2 separate regions of the Rattus norvegicus genome follow, and region 1 is linked to region 2. Evidence: chromatin contacts called from public Hi-C data. All regions are on one chromosome and are shown on one strand. The core of a region is the stretch at or near the end of the contact, and the rest is flanking DNA. Distances in the headings are between cores, read along the strand shown.

Evidence for each region. Hi-C and Micro-C count contacts between places; a contact is called where the count stands out from the background.
Region 1: a Hi-C map of the A7r5 cell line shows a contact between it and region 2, with 4 times the contacts expected there. The contact joins the promoter of Fjx1 here to the promoter of Commd9 in region 2. A contact is called at or near these places in 11 of 12 Hi-C or Micro-C datasets (the A7r5 cell line, Schwann cells, frontal cortex and 6 more) and 1 of 1 datasets of contacts at active chromatin or transcription factors (oligodendrocytes).

The regions. Positions count from the first base shown.
Region 1 is chr3:109,229,589-109,233,096 of GRCr8, forward strand. Fjx1 (four-jointed box kinase 1) reads right to left here and starts at 1,736. Exons shown (of 1, transcript NM_001108955.1): 1 at 1-1,736. The coding sequence starts at 1,599. The coding sequence ends at 250.
Region 2 is chr3:108,628,780-108,632,410 of GRCr8, forward strand. It overlaps Commd9 (COMM domain containing 9), which reads left to right and starts at 2,214. Exons shown (of 6, transcript NM_001033692.1): 1 at 2,214-2,270. The coding sequence starts at 2,220.

The DNA.
Region 1 (3,508 bases), core at 486-2,985, 600 kb after region 2:
AGCCAGTTTCTTCGGATCCAATCTCCACACAAGCACAGATTCCTTTTTATAAGCTAGGTGGAGGGAATGTTACACTTCTTGCCTCGGTGAGTTTGCCCTTCCAGAACTTGGAAAGGAAACAGCCTGGCATGAAAAGAAAGGGGCAAGTGGGTAACACACAAGTTTTTAGACAGCTTGGTATTCAGACCACTGGGTGGGCGTTGGCCGGTTGGTCATAGCCCGTGGCAGAGAAGACAGCCCTAACCCGCATCATTCATAACCCAGTCCCTCTCTTCCTCGGAGTGTTATTAAGTCCCCGGGTCGGCGGCCGTACTTGGCCTTACAGTGCAAAATGTGTTTGGCGAGGAAGTCAAGGCGGCGCTGTAGCAGCTGAGCGTGGGGGTCTGCGAGCTCCGCCAGCTCTGGGAAACGCGGTTCGTGGCGACTGTAGAGGCGCAGGAGCCGGGCTGCCGCGTCCTGACCCCGGTGCAGCTCCAAGACGCGCCTAGCAGTCCGCTCTCGGAATACACACACCGACTGTAGCAGCGGTTCGTTATACTTGTCCCACATGCCGGCTACCCGGTACCCGTGCACCAGGCCCGCCTCATTGTCCAGAAAGACCAACGCCCCTCCTGGTCCTCGGTGCAGGTTGCTTGTAGCGCGGTGCATAACGCGTGGGTCCCACTGTAAGCTGAAGAGGTTGCTTACAAGCCGGTCGAAGTTGGCTGTCAGGTAATCGAAGAGGATCAGATCGGTCCATTGTACCAGGTCCACCAGCTCCGCCTGGCTGAGGTTGGTCAGCTCGCCCCCGGCGTCGCGCAGGGGCCGCAGACGGCCGTCCTCTGATCGCCAGGGCTCGGGCACCACCACGTCGGTGAGGTTAGGCAGCCAGCGCGTCAGGCTCACCACGCTGCCCTCGGTCCAGTGCGCCGTGCGCAGCTCCTCCTGCACCTGCACCCACTGCGCGCCCCGAGCCTCCACCCGAGCCAGTGCCAGCGGCGGCACGTGGCGCTGGAGGCCCAGCAGGCGCGCAAGGTAGTAGGACAGGGCCTCGCCCTGTATCTGCTCTGGGTTGATGCCGTAGCGTACACAGGCACGGGTGCCGTCGGCAAAGCGGGCTAGGCGGTTGGAACTGCGTCCACAGCCCCCGCGATCCAGAGCCACCACCCGAGCTCCCCGTGCCACCTCCAGCCAAGCTGCTGCTTGGGCTTCGGAAAAGCCCCGGGGCACCTGCTCCTCCAGGCCGCGGCTCCAAAACACGCCCCCGTGCACTGCCGTGTGCTCCGCTGGCCAGGACAGCCCGGAGGGCACGTGCCGCCCGCGATCGTCCGGGTGCCTCCCAGGCGGGTTATCCGCGCCGGCCGCCAGGGTGAGCAGCGCCCGGAAAGTTTTCAGGGAGCCGCCGCGGGCGTCCCACACTAGGGGCGGGGGCAGAGGGAATCGCGGCTCGGGCGCGGGGCCGCCACTCTGGATCGGATGCCGAGGGAGTCGATCTTCCGGCGGCCGGGAGGCTGGCAGCTCGGTCCGTGGTGGCAGGAGCCCTCCCCACAGCGTTAGCAGCGAGCCCAAAGCCAGCAGCCAGAGCCCCGCGGCGGCGGCGCCCCGCATCTTCCGCCCCATGCTCCTGCCGGCGCGCCGGTGCCACCGCCGCCGCTTCAAGCCAAGCCCGGGCGCCCGGGTGCGGGCGGCGAGGCGGGCCCGGCTGCTGGCTGGCTCCCGGGCTTCGGGTGCCGGAGCCCCATCGCGGCCGCGGAGCGCTGCGGGGCTCTGACCAGCGCTCTGCCCCGGCGCTGGGAACTCGCCTCGCCGTGGCTTCCCAGCTGCTTTTGTATTTCGCTGTGAGACCCTCCGGCGGGCGCGATTCACAGGCGCCCGGACCACGTGGGAGCAAGGGGGATCCCCCTCCCCCTCCTCTGCCTCCTCTCCCCGCCCCCACTCCCCCGCCCCTTCCCTTCCTCTTCCCCTTAAAGCGGCAACCGATCCTTCCAGGAGCGAAAGGTGGCCCCACTCTCTGTCCCGGACTTCGGGACAGGGAGGAAGCCGGACTGGCGGCGTCCATGCGGGGGCGTCGGAGCGGGAGGGGGCCGAGGAGGGGCAGAGACCAAATATAGGGCTTGGCGGTAGCGGCGTGTCCGGTGCTCTTGTGGGAGTGGGATGATCCCCTAGTACCCTCGTTTGGACTGTGTCTGATCCGAAAACTTCAGGCAGACTTCCACCGCAGTACAGGAAAGGGTCAGGGTGGGTCCTTTTGCAACTTCACTTGCTGTGATTCACGCTGGCTTATGTAAATTCTCGGGAATGTCCGGAGCCCTAGAGGATGTGACTCCAGAGGGGAGAGGAACCATCAATGACTTTGAACCCACAACCCCTCTCCAGAGCAAGCTCTCCAGTATGGATCATTGCAGTCTTGAGAGCCATGTGGTTGACTTTTGTGACTTTTCTTAGGGATGCTGTGCAAGTTGGATATTCAAGTCAGGTCTCCTGGTCTCATGCCACTTGGTTTTCCCTTTTTAAAGAATGTTCAATATGTAGGAATAGCGATATAAAGACAGATATAAACATTTATTGCCAACATTCTCAACTTGTTTTTTAGTTGTCATTTAGTCACCTTTTCCCCAATTATAATTTTCACCCAAACAAGGGAAAATAAACAACAATCGTTTTTACTAGTTTAGTGTAAAGGAGAAAAAGTGGGAAGGGGACAGTGAAGAAAAACCAAACCAACACAACATAAAAACCGATGCATCTTCCTCCAGACTTTCTTGGTTTAATCTACCAGAAAAGTCACTGGCAAACAAACTAGCTCTTTTCTTTCCTTTCTTGTATCCCATATCCAAAATCAGAGATTCTTAGTCATAAGTTCAGGGCTGTGAGGGTTCAGTTGTCCCGAGAGCCAGATCTGGCACGCCAGGGAACTGTCCCAGGACCTGTGCATACTCCCAGGTTCTCTAAAGGCTACTCCCACAGCCCTATAGCCAGAGCTTAAAATCGGCTTCTTTCACATTGTGGGTCTTTTCCTCTCCTTATATCCCTCTACTCAGTACACATGAGAGGTTTCAGCTGCCATACTGTGTATATTTATCCTGGAGTTATAGGGTAGACAATGTAATGTTTCTAACAGAGTAGAAACATTAACCCTCTAAAACATAGCTGGCCCAGCCCTGACCCAACACATACACCTTCATGGGTTTCTTCCCCACGGGTGCTCTGTGTGCTGCGTGAAGTGTGGGGTCTTTCTTGAATGTGTTCCCAACCATGGGCTTTTTATAGCTCAGATCTGATAAAAGGATTACAGTGCCTCCCATATGGATCCAGTACAATATATTAATTCATTAAAAAGGTATTTTTTTCTCGCCTTGTGCAAGCTTCCCCCTGGTCTTTCCCTAGAGAGCAGGGGCTGTCTCTTATCAATTTTTATTTCATTTACCAGCTAATATAGTATATTACATGAAATAAGCACCGAATTCATTGATTTTTATTTTTGCTTTTGGTTTAACTTTTTTTTTCTTTCCTGTATTGGGTTCATTGT
Region 2 (3,631 bases), core at 964-3,463:
AACCAATTTTAGCAACCAGGCCATTTAGGGTGTGGACAAGACCCAAGCACACTTAGTTCACGGTTTCTATAGGGGGAAGCATGGGTCATCACCCCAAAATGATCTACTGCTTACAAGTCATTTCCAATACATGCTAAATCTCCAGTGTCCCTCTCCCCTTCCCTTATCACCTTTAGAGTCAGAGAGAACCGTGGTCATCTTTCCACAATGCTTGGTTTTCACAGACACCAAGCTCCTATCCGATTTTCTGACTTACAGTATTCTGTGGCTAGCTTCCACACTTCCTATGAGTCCCCACCCCAATCTTTTGAAACTGATCAGTGGGGGTGTTTCAAACCTAAGTAATTGTGATGGTTGGTTTTCAGATGTCAAGGTGCTGCAATCTAAAACCATGTGAGATGGGAGTCTCAACGGAGGGATTACAGGCCGGGCCTGTGTGTGAATCTCTAGGAGATTGTCTTGGATGTCGATTGAGATGGAAAGACCCACTCTGAATGTGGGCAGCACCATTTCCTGGGCCCAGCACTGCTATGTGTAAGAGTGAAGAAGTCTAGCTAAGCGTAGGCACCAAGCTAGTGGCAATGGGTGTGTTTGGTTTTCTCCCTGCTCCTGACTGGGCCTGTGGTGTGACCACAGTCTCAAGCTTCTGCCTCGAGGACAGACTGGTATTTGGAACCCTTTCCCCCTGTATCGTTTTCTGTTGGGGTAACAATCACAGCAACAGAGAGGAAACCAGAAGGAAATGTGCTCTGCTGTTCTTACATTTTGATTGCTTGCCTTAAGAAATAATTGAAGCCCATGAGAGTTTAACAATGTAAGTGTATCTATGAATAAAAAACTCTGTCAAGATCCACTTTTCACTGAAATGAGTAAATGAAACAAATGAATCTACTCAAAGTAAACTTTAAGTTTGGTGTGTTGGTAGGTCTATAACAAGCATGCCTCCCCTTGTTCCTACACAGCTGCTCAGCTTCCAAGTTTAGAACATTTGGAAGCATTTTTGTTGACCTTTATCAGGTTGATATCTCGCGCAGTCCACGTATCTCCAGTCAAGCTCTGAGCACTTACAGTTCTCTGACTAATGGTTGTAAGTTTAGTTAGCAACATCTGGAGCACTGGTGGTGGAGAAATCTGAGGTAATATTTGCAGCAGCTACTGAAGCTGCCCTCACGGAACAGCATGCATCAGGCTGGCCTATACCCTTAGCACATCCACCTTTCGCTGGTAACCCTCCATCAGGTTGTGTTTATTCAAGGAAGAATCATGTCTTTAAAGTCAGGTAGCTCGGAAAGCCCGGCTCCTTCCTCCACAGGTTTCTGTTTCTTTCTTAGTTCTGGAAGCCTGTTCTCGAAGTTGGGAGTCACTGCCCATCTTGCAGTTGCAAGGTTTCAGTTAAGCCTTTGACCCAGTCACTGCCAATTTCAGACTCTCTGAAGGCCAGAAGGTCTGCCTCTGAGGAAGGAGCTGTTGGCAGGCTTCACTTCCTTACTATGTGACCCTTGACACTGATTCCCAGAGCAAGAGACTCAAGAGAAAAAGTGCAGACCAAGGTGCACAGTGCTGAGATAGGTAAAATCTTCACATGCCCTCCTCCTTTCTAACCCCTTTCCTAATCAGCTGCTCTTCAAACCGGATCTCTCTGGGACCATGGGGAAGTTACTAAGAACCCTAAGTGACATAGCTTGACTGTCTGGATAAGGCTAGTTATAATGGCAAGCCCCTACTTCTCCACGAACAGAAAAGAAACTATAAGCCTTGAAGCATTGTGGTTTTTAGGGTGTACTGCAGGCATGTGAGCATACATGTGTGTGTGTGAATTCCAAGAATTCAAATAGGCACAGCTTCATTTAAATCCAGATGGTGAGTAGGCCTATCACTTCTGGGCATCTAAGTTGCCAAGGTGCCTGCCAAGCCTGCAGGTGCATTCCCTAGATCAACGAGCCCACCCAGAAGGGCAAAGGCAAAACCAGTTTCCCTGACCTAGGCAGTCCAGCAAGTTGTTCTCTGGAAATCATCCTATATCTGAGTTCTCCCGGCATCTTGGCACTCTGGTCTTTGAGTTTAGCTATGCAGGAGTGAGACTTCCTGGTTCTCTGCATACCCTAATACTCCTTCGCCATTCCCGCCAGCCACAGTGAAGAACTACAACTCCCAGAATGTCCTGCTAGGGGTCACGCGGCACGCTCCGCTTGCTCCTGCTATCACATGACTCCCGAAAGATGGCGGCCTTGACATCAGAGCATTTCGTGGCGCTCCAGAGCCTGCTGAAGGTATCTTGAAGGGGTGGGGATGCGTGCAGCGACAGCTTTAGTATCTGGGACTTGGTGCAAAACAAGAATTGGGAGCAAACAGGCCCTGGCATGGAACACTGTTCCACTCCCACCCTATTTCCCGCGCGCCAGTGCTTGTCTGTGTGACCCTGAGAAAATCGCACAGCCTTTCTGAGCTTTTAAGCTGGAGCAACAAAATTAATCACGCCCTGATATTAAGGTGGAAGTAAAAATCAGATAGTCGATGTAAATGCACCCAAGAATTAGTGACCAGGAGTGTTTTTTCGGATTGGAGCATTTGGGTGACAGCCACCAGTTCCCTATTTAATTCCAGCTTACGCACGCTTTACCAGGAAATTCTCTACCTCTTGTCACTCTAGTACTTATAGGGACGTCGTAAAGTTTGAGTTACTCCGTAGAAGGGTGGCTTTGCTTTCCCTCTTAAAACTTATTACTAGCTAACACCATGGATCTCTTTGTATTCTCTTCTGAGGAACCTGACTTCTGTTTCTTTGTGTTTTCCTTTCTTCTTTCCTCTCCAGTTGACGATCAGAAATTATCCTCGTGACACTATCATTATCAGCCACACCTATAATGCCCTCTCCAGTCTACATCTCTCTAGTATGCGTTTGCTCAGTCCACTCCTGAACGCTTTGACTTCGTTGTTCACACGAGTGTGCCAACAAGAACACCTGGCACCCAGTATGTGCTGAGGAAATAGCTATGAAGTGTCTTAGTGTAACAGAACTGTGACTAGAAACCAAGAGTTTTCATTATCAGTTTCCCCCTTCATTGTGGTTGATTTGAGTTGTTCCTTCTCCATGCCTGCTTGTCTTGGGACATTTTGTTTTCTTTGATAAGCCCTTCAAAAACATAATATATAACATAAATACTGAGAAAGCAGAAATCATGAGTGCTTCTCTGGGTGACTGCACACTCACGTAGCCAACACCAGATCACAAACTGAGACACCAGTACCCCCAGCAGCTCCATGGTTACTTCTCCACGGGCCTTTCCATCACTGTATTGCTTTGGACACGGTATAATACTCAATTCCTGACCTCCACAAAAATGGAACACTTCATATCCTTGTTCACGCCTGGCTTCCAGTCATGACTGTAGCTGTACCTCACTTTCATTGCGCTATTGTTTAAATAAGCTTTATTGAAAGCTAACTAGAATGTTTCCTGTAGTTGTGAGAAATAGCGCAGAGAGATGCCGTTTACCTTTTGCCCCATGTCGCCCAATGGTAACTTCCTGAAAGTCTACTGAACAGTATCACAGTTGGGGTATTTACATTGATCCAGTCAAGCTCCAGGACATGTCTATCAGGGTAAGACCCCCTGAGTTGACGTCTTGCA